Regions from separate parts of the Zea mays genome. Here region 1 is linked to region 2. The links are chromatin contacts, called in public Hi-C maps. All regions are on one chromosome and are shown on one strand. The core of a region is the stretch at or near the end of the contact, and the rest is flanking DNA. Distances in the headings are between cores, read along the strand shown.

The links. A called contact is a pair of places that touch in the nucleus more often than the background predicts.
Region 1: a Hi-C map of tassel shows a contact between it and region 2, with 3 times the contacts expected there. The contact joins the promoter of LOC100304244 here to the promoter of LOC100283642 in region 2. A contact is called at or near these places in 4 of 25 Hi-C or Micro-C datasets (ear, leaf and tassel) and 2 of 3 datasets of contacts at active chromatin or transcription factors (leaf and seedling).

Annotation. Positions count from the first base shown.
Region 1 is chr9:146,906,384-146,911,080 of Zm-B73-REFERENCE-NAM-5.0, reverse strand. It overlaps LOC100304244, which reads right to left and starts at 1,537. Exons shown (of 1, transcript NM_001165689.1): 1 at 1-1,537. The coding sequence starts at 1,443. The coding sequence ends at 10. LOC111590112 (a long non-coding RNA gene) reads right to left here and starts at 3,580. Exons shown (of 2, transcript XR_002749197.2): 1 at 3,426-3,580; 2 at 3,010-3,238.
Region 2 is chr9:146,719,003-146,723,679 of Zm-B73-REFERENCE-NAM-5.0, reverse strand. It overlaps LOC100283642 (glycosyl transferase, group 1 family protein), which reads left to right and starts at 1,831. Exons shown (of 11, transcript NM_001156543.1): 1 at 1,831-2,275; 2 at 2,438-2,504; 3 at 2,697-2,767; 4 at 3,091-3,208; 5 at 3,283-3,356; 6 at 4,245-4,300; 7 at 4,410-4,493; 8 at 4,576-4,663. The coding sequence starts at 2,163.

The sequences.
Region 1 (4,697 bases), core at 288-2,787, 190 kb before region 2:
AGAATAAAGCTACGAGAGAGAAGTAGAACCAGCAAGGTGGGAGGTCTCCCACACTTGCACACCTTGCATCTCTTCTCTTGTCACAAACAAGCGGTCTCCACCCCCTTCAATCATCTGTATCATCCCACGCTTAGCATCCTTTTCTGTGTCCACATAGCAACTCCTATAAAATCTGTCATCAATTCCTTCATTTTTGGGTCTTTCCTTTACTCCTGATTGCTCTGTCAATTCCCCTGTGTTGTGGCGGTGCTCTTCCAGTCGGGACCAAACCTCCAATCCATCCTTTCGGCTGACAAAAACTTGAGAGCGGTGACAGCACAGAACACTGCCATAGCCTCCTGCGCTCCCTCGTGGTCCTGATGACATATACACCCAGGGGTCATCGCCAAGGCATCTCAGGTCTGCCACTGCTAAATCTCCTGACTTTGAGCAAACCTTGTATATTGCCTGCTGCTTCACATCCACATCTGCATCTGCAAATGGATCCCCAAACCTACTGCTTCTTCCAGCTCCCCCTGGCTCGCTTGTCTCCCACACCACATTCCCAGACCGAATGTCCCATAGCCTCATATAGCCAGAGTAGCCAAATGCCCCGGAACTAACGAATGACGCAAACACCAGACCAAGTGCCTGCAGGTGCACCACTCGACCTGGTGCCGATGACTTAGCCGCACTACCACTTTGCCGGCCAATCTCCTGTGTAGGCTTCAGAGTTACAGGGTCAACAGCCATGATGCAGTTTTCCCGATGAGGGCACTCAAACGTTGCCAAGATCGGTGAATTCTTATCGGCGGCATCAGCTGGAGGACGGGCCGCAATGGCGACGACCTTCGCCTTGCTGGTGCGAGTGTCAGTGGGATCCGACCACTGAACGGAGGCGACATGTTTGCCATCGAGAAAGTCGTACACGTGAAGCCCAGGAGCGGAGTCAGACCCAAGGACGGCGAGACTGGAGGGCAGCTGCAGGAGGGAGGTGACGCGGTGGAGGTGGGTCCGAATGGTGGCGCGGTGATCCAGCGCTGGGGAGTAATAGGTGACCAGCCCGGCGCCATGGGCGAGGCATAGTGACCCGTCGTGGTGCGGCGCAAGGGCGGTGGAGAAGGGCTCGGAGGAGGGGCAGAGGGTGGAGGCGAGGGAGGCTGAGAAGCCGCGGAGCGGCGGCGGAGATAGCGCAGCGAGGAGCTGGGCGTGCAGGCCGTAGAAGTTGGCCTCGTCGAGGAGGACGCGCGCGGGGAAGTCGGGCGCTGCGGTGGACGGGGAGCGGATGGCAGCGAGGACGGCGGATAGGAGGGCTGGGTCGCGGTCCACGAATGTTGGGGTAGGGGAAGGGGAACCGATAGACATGGGGAGGGAAAGGGAGCTTGCCTCCAGCGAGAAGAGCTTGCCCCCCACGTTGAGCTGCTTCATCATGCCGCTCCGCCCGCCGTGGACGATGGTTCCCATGGCTGCAGAGTGCAGACTCAGGAACCTTGATGTGGACTGCTGGCTGTTGTTCGGCTGTCCAACGAGACGACGACCTCTCTTCAGACTCCAGCCGTGCAGAGTGTGATGATGAATCAGACACGGTGTTGGGACTATTTCAGGACGATCAGGCAGCCCAATCCCCATAGGCCCATGATGGGGTAACAACACAAACAAACAAATTGAGCCATATTCAAATCCTCTTCTCTATTAATTAGACCCGTGCGTTGCAACGGGAGTACGCTGGGATGGGCATCGACACATATCTAATCGGATCTTATATTTCCTTGGGGGTCTAGAGAAAGTTTACTCGAAAACCAAATATGTTAAGACCTGAGCATGTGTTACCCTTATGCCCCATCAGCACACTGTTCCGCGCTTGTATGAGTCTTATTAATTTACATGTCTCGTGCATAGTCTCTCATGTCTCGGTAGCAGTATCAGATTCCTTCAACCGTGGTCAAACCAACTGAAAGATTACAGAACAGTGGGAAAACGAACTCACTATAAGTCGAGACCTTTTTGTTCTACACTTCTCCTTTACATAAGCAACATATATATTTTCTTATCATTTCCAGACAACAACTCCAACAGAAATTTCAAATCCAAGAACAACAACCAGTGTAATGAGATATCTGTAATGAGATATCTACTCTTGTAAAACTGACAATATAAACTGTTAAGGACAAATATTCAAGACCTCCTGCTTTAATTCTCAAGAAATTAATAGATAAGTAGTCCAGATGCGCTGCCATCTCAGGAACAACGCCGTCACCCCACACATCTGCTCGCCCACAAACCTGGTCGTGAATCTGATGTCAAATGGTTTTGCTTCACACTTGATCCGCAAACTGTCTCAACTGAACCATAAAACCCTCCCTTAACCACGGGAAATGATGTGTTTTACCTGCTTGTAACCTTGCCCAACGAACCGGGCTCGCCACGAGACAGCTGATGGAGTAGATGTAGAATTGTCACTGCTACTGACAATAACAGCATCGCCTCCTTCTGAAGGAGTGTCAACTGCGAGGATCTCATCAGAAGCAGCTGCGGAGTTCCCCAGAAGAGGAGCACCTTGAATGTACCTGCGGTACGATCAAGAGATGGTATGATGCATCATGAACCGTGAAGGTATGTGGTCACAAAAAACGAGGACATGCTGGAACCTGCACCTATCTCATCTGTTAAAACATTAAAAAAATAAGAAAACCCTTAAATCCTAGCCTGAAGAAACCCTCAAATTTTTTATATTGTTTTATATCAACCTGGCTAAACTTGAGATTGTTCGACTATATACTATACCAGGGGTTTGAGTTCATTTGGAGTACACAATCACACCAATGCTGCATATGCAAGATAACATGTACTCCCCTATGTTCCAAATTACAAGTTCTTTTAGCTTTTCTAGATACATACTAAAAGCTATATATATCTAAATGTGTAGCAAAAGCTACGTACCTAGAAAAGCCAGAAAGAACTATAGTTTGGAACGGATGGAGTAGCATGTTAAAAAGGATAATAAAGATTTCAAGAACAGACGAATCATTATGAATGTCATGTGAGGATCTGGGATGTAGCAAACATAAAAATTGGGGGCAGTTTAACATAATTCATTCGTTTTCACAGTGCTCTAACGCTACATAGGGAAACCAAAAGTAGAACCTCAGTCAATACATTATGTGTAGAGATAGAAAACTCTGAAACTTCATGCGCCAGAATTGATGACCAGACACATGCTCATCCAACTGGGGCCCAAGGGGCAGGAAAGAATAATGAGCTGTAGCAAACAGGAGGAAGCATAAGCAAGTTAGAACCTGACCCTTTTATAAAAAAAGTTAGAACATGACACGGTCGATGTCAACTGTCATCATCTGATAAAAAAGCCAATTTAGTTGACCTGTAAGCATAAGCAAGTTAGAACCTGACCCTTTTATAAAAAAAGTTAGAACATGACATATGCTCACCTTAAGCTCGCTGTTGCTTTTTCTCAATAGCTTTCTTCCATCGCTTTTGATCAAGCGCCAATGTCATGTCTTGCCAACTGAGATAAATGGTATCATATGTCAATCAACATGTATCGGGCCGATAAAACAGCAGAATGTTAATAAAAGGGTCTTCGTACATACGTACATAACACCAAGAGAGATTTTATAAGCAAATATACAGTTCATTCACAACAGGGAGAAAATATTTCTTATGCTTCTCGGATGCTAAAGATAACACTGCAAACCATTCATTCCTTAAGAATGAAATTATGGTCCATGAAACCTTAGCAAATTCAGATTACAAGATGCTTTATGGTGCAAGATGAAAATAGTATTCAAGTCTCAACACCCAAGACTCAGATCACAAGCCTAAAATTTGGGAGGTATCATAACGAGAATTAGATTAAAATGCAGAAGAGATGATCCAAACACTTATACACATGGGAACTTGCTGCCATAAAGTTCTGTAAAACCTATAGATAGTCTACAAAAACCATGCAAGTTCTTAAAAAAGTTACCAATGGAAAAATGCAAAAATTATGAGAACCTTTTTTAATATAATTTTCACATATAGAAACGACACATAATATGTCAGTCCTATTGGTTAATCTAATAATGTCGGCGTTTCGAGACCGGGGGGTCCCTGGGCCGACGAGTGAAATGTCGCCGCGTGCCCCAGCCCAGATGGGTCGGCGCGAGACGGAGCGCGAAGGGGGGAAGAAAGGGCAGCCGGAGCGAGAGAGGGAGGTGGAAATCCCACGGCCTTCGTGTTCTTGTCCCGCGCCCAGGTCGGGTGCGCTTGCAGTAGGGGGTTACAAGCATCCACGTGGGAGAGGGAGCAAGCGGCCTCACGCGAGCGCCTGTCCCGTCCTCCTCCCCGCGCGGCCAACCCTCTGTAAGAGGGCCCTGGTCCTTCCTTTTATAGGCGTAAGGAGAGGATCCAGGTGTACATTGGGGGTGTAGCAGAGTGCTAACGTGTCTAGCGGAGGAGAGCTAGCGCCCTAAGTACATGCCATCGTGGCAGCCGGAGAGGTTTTGGCACCCGGTTCGTGTGGTGTCGTGGCCGTCGGAGGACCGCTGAAGCTTGGCGGAGGGACAGCTGTCGGAGCTGTCGAGTCCTTGCTGACGTCCTCTTGCTTCCGTAAGGGGGCTGAGAGCCGCCGTCGTCATAGAGCGTGTGGGGCGCCATCATTGCTTGTTTGGCGGAGCGAGCCAGATGGGACGCCGGTCTTGTTTCCCGTAGCCTGAGTC
Region 2 (4,677 bases), core at 582-3,081:
TAGTGTTAGGTATACTCGAAGAGGATGTAGAGTATTACACATCTTATGGTCTAACACTCTAAAAATCACATGCGTGCTAGTAGCTAGACAATACCTAGGATTAGCGTGCCTTCAACCTATGCCCCTCACTCTATCCATAAACTTTTTCTCTCGGCTATCTACGATATCCTGGTTTCGTTCTATGACGAAAATATGGATGTTAGATGAAACTCGACATATCTTATTCTAAAGCATCTCATGCCATATAGGAGCATCTTTTCTATGTCCATAAATTTTCACTATGGCTATCCACTTTCGAATGAACAGCATTCGTGTGTTGCTAAAAAAGGTTTTAAAGTTTCTTGAATCGTTCTATGATTCAATTGTTGTTTTATCTAGTGTTTATTAACCCACAAGTTCGATACTACATCACATTATTAAGATTGCTAGCTATTTGCATACATATGAACATGATAATAATCTTAGAGATGTTGTAGTCCAATAAAACTTAATTTTCTCAAGTACTGGAAGGATATATAACTTATATTCATTTACATTGTCTTGAACCCTAGGGCTAAGATGAGAGGTTTGCATATTGTGCTTAAAAATATAATGCCTGTTTTGTGAGGTTAAAACTGGATTGTATTAGTTATATTACAAGTATGAAACCAAATTTGGTTTAGTTAGGCAAGCTAGGATCACACATCCATCATGACTGACATGTAAGAGAGAGAGCAAGCATGGGCAAATATTTTGGAGGATCAAGTGTTGTTGGTCCTTCACTTGGCACTTTATCATTTAGATCTATGACTCCTAGTTTTCCTGAGTTCACATTTTAGCTTGATAATGACAAGGTTGTTGCCTTTGAGGATAAGTTTGATATGCTCAACTAGTGGCATGGGCACAAACTAACATATTCAATTTTCTCTATGACAGATAAATATATTAGGTTATATCTCTACTTCTTTGAAATCTTGTTTTAGTCTTACAGTTATAACTCTTGAGGAACCATGGCGACAATACTTGGCCTCCGAGATGGTGGAGACATTGACATGTATCAACGACACATAGTTAGACAAAGAGCACATTGTCACGTGAATCCTTCAAAAACCTATGGCTTGATCAAATTTAAGATGCTGGTGGTGGTTGAATCCGAGTGTAAATTTGAATAGTAGTCAGTGAATTTGCACAACACCAAAAAAACAAACTTCCCACGATAAATTAACGGACTAAATTCTTAGATGCTATAGTAAGTCGTAGAAAGTTAGCTGGCTGACGGTGTCTTGTGCCTAAACAGCATGAACGTGCTAACTTTCGAGAGACAACTTCCTAGAGGGCTCTAAGAAGTTAGACTAACTTCCAACCAAATTTTTCCGAGAGTTAACTTCCGACGGGGTCACTTAACTTCAACTTTCGACGGTTTCACTAACTTCCGAGAGTTAGGCTCTAGTAGTGATAAGACTTGAGATTTGAGAGAGACATAGAGATTATCTGATAGTATGATTTATAATAACTCTAAATATTTAAATTACCAAACTTAATAAACTAGTTGTACATAGTTTAATATGACTTGATGACACGGCATGTCGTACGTGGTCTAGCGCCGAGGTATGCCGTCTGCAAATCTGTACCCGCGGCGCTACGGCAGGGAAAAGCATATTCCACGGCTGGTCGGCGGCCTTAGCCTTGACAGTTATTTTCTCCCTCGTCGACGGCTGTGTCCGGCTTGATTTCGATCGGCAGCTGGAGAGAATCGATTCGATTCCCCGTCTGCCGCTGTCCTTTGGCTCTGGCTCGCTCATTCGTTCGCTCGTCCTAATTGTCTCCACCACTTTTTTTTTCTGCCCGGCCACTGCCAGTCCACCACAACCACGTCCCGCCGTCGTCGTCGCGCTTCCCCCACGCGCGCCCCGTCGCGTCCCGGTGCTGCTGTTGAGTGCGCCCGCGCCCGCGCGTTGCCGTGAAGCTGCTTCCGCGCGCCGCCGCCGCCGCCTGCCTGCGTGGGTTGCAAGTCAAGCGGCAGGCGGGGGGACGGGCGCCGGAGGGAGCGGACGACCCGGGAGGAAGCAGGAGGAGTGCAGGACAAGGGCAGCCGCGGCACGCGCTTGAGCGGCACAAGCGAAGCAGGCTGCGTTTAGTTCGTGCGGTGGACTGCGGCCGGGGATCGCTCGCTTCGGAGGAGGATGTCGCAGACAGGGGAGGTGCAGGTGCCGCTGTTGCAGACCGAGGAGGCGGATGGCGAGTGGAGCTCCAAGCCACGCCGCATTGCTCTCTTCGTCGAGCCGTCGCCCTTTGCGTTAGTCTCAGCCTTCTCCCCCCAGACATTCAGCTGCTAGTGAGATTAGAGTAGATCGGATCGGCGTGTAGGCACTGGGCCAATAAGATAGTGATTGGTCATGGTCAAACCTGCAATTTTTTTATCTAAGCACTGCTAAGTTAATGGCTTCCGGTTTTGCAGTTACATTTCCGGCTACAAGAATCGGTTTCAGAACTTCATCAAGCATCTACGAGAGATGGGCGATGAGGTATCAACTCGTTCTTCTTTGTCTAAGAAAGAGTGCTATACTATATGTATGAGTGTTTCTTCAAGACCATATTATTATTCCAGAATTCGCGTTTAGTGCAGTATATGTATGAGATTTTGTTCATGACCATATTTCCACCCACAATTCACTTCATCTGCACTTTATGGTCGTCATCTGCGCTTCTTGGTTTAGGTATTGGTGGTGACTACACACAAGGGAGCTCCTGAGGAGTTCCATGGTGCAAAGGTCATTGGCTCTTGGAGGTAATCTGCAACCCAACATAGACTACCTTCACCCTCTCTAGCAATACCAATAGTGCATAATAATAACAACCTTACTGAAAGCACACTTTTTGATTCACTTTGAAATAGATTATTCCTTTGTTGAAGCAAAAGAGAGACAAGGTGTAAATGATCTTTGTAATCGTTTGGCGTTCTAGTTTAGACTTGCACATCACACACTGAAATTGATTATGCATGGCATCTGTTCCGTTTCATTGTCTAATTTTGGGATCGGTATTAAAATTCAATTTTTTGGAAGATTTTATCGTTTTGCTATTTCTGTTTCCTAAAACCCTCCTTTTCAGCTTTCCATGTCCTCTGTACCAAAATGTTCCACTCTCGCTGGCATTGAGCCCCAGAATATTTTCTGAGGTGAATAAATTCAAGCCAGACATAATCCATGCGACATCACCTGGAATTATGGTAATCAATGCATACCCGAAGTATTATACTACTTCAAATGTTTTTGCCTTGCTCATTACCTTATGTGATTACAGGTTCTCGGTGCTCTGGCTATAGCTAAAATGATATCGGTTCCAATATTGATGTCTTATCACACACATCTTCCAGCGTGAGTCCCTTTTGTTGAAATGATATTCTTTTGACGCAACATGAGTTTGTTTCCATGTATGATCTAACTAGGTACAGATCTTTCAAACATTCAAAGTAGTGATCAGCTTTGGAAGTTCAATTATACCTTGTTTGTCTAGCATCTGATTTTTTTTCATAGAATGAGTTGCCATCATTGTAGGATACAGATCCCTGTGGGGTCAATATTTTTCATTTTTATGTTCTGTGTACTTGCATATAATCATCAACAATGTTTTGGCCACTTTTTGTGCAAAAAATCTAGCCAGTTGACCATTCAGATTATACTAACTAATAGTCTTTTGAATATGTTGGCGAGGGGTCATTCACTTGTTGTACATGTAGATATCACATTAGAGAATGTTCTGCATGTAAATTCATTTCAGGTAGAATTGAATAACGAGTTTCCTAAACAATGTTCTGGCTGATATGGAGAATTCTCAGTAAATCAGTTCAACAAAATGTGTCCTGAAATAGACTCAAACATAGTTTTGGGCAGGCATTATGAACCTGTGGTGAGCCGGTGATACCATGAGACAAATCTGTTTGTGCCAATCATATGTGGTCATAGAACCTCAGGTGCAATGCTGCAGAGCTTAATTGGTATAGTGCATGTGGAGTGTGGACATAGATCCAGTACAGGTTTGTCGCAATACAAAACAAAGGAACTCCCACATAGATGTATGTGTGAGGAAATCAATGAACTCACTTTCTGCTTCTGATATGATAGAACAATGATTGAACATTTTTCATTTTTCTAGTACACATCAGCTGGGTTGTATCATTTATTTCCATTACAAATTTTAATATTCGATGTCATGGCTGTTAACGCTTTTGTGGTTTTGAATTCATGTGCTGTTATGGCTTGCAGGTACATACCGAGATACAATTTAAATTGGTTACTTGAGCCCACGTGGAGTTTTATAAGTAAGCCACAATATTGTCACTCCTATTTTGTTCTCAGCAAATGAAAAGTGGTCTATAAAAACTTAATGGTTTTTCATTACTGCGTGCTGAATCTCTTTTGTTTTCAAAGGGTGCCTCCACAGATCAGCAGATCTTACTCTAGTTCCTTCATTAGCTATTGCTGAAGACTTTGAAACCGCTAAAGTAGTGCCAGGTTAAGTAGTGACAATATTATTAATGTTTTTTATTTTTGATCCCTCTATCCATGCTAAACATGACCTTCCATGCTTCTTCAGCAAACAGAATACGGCTTTGGAATAAGGGTGTAGATTCTGAAAGCTTTCATACTAAATATCGGAGGCACGAAATGCGTGTCAGATTGAGGTATCACGGCTTGC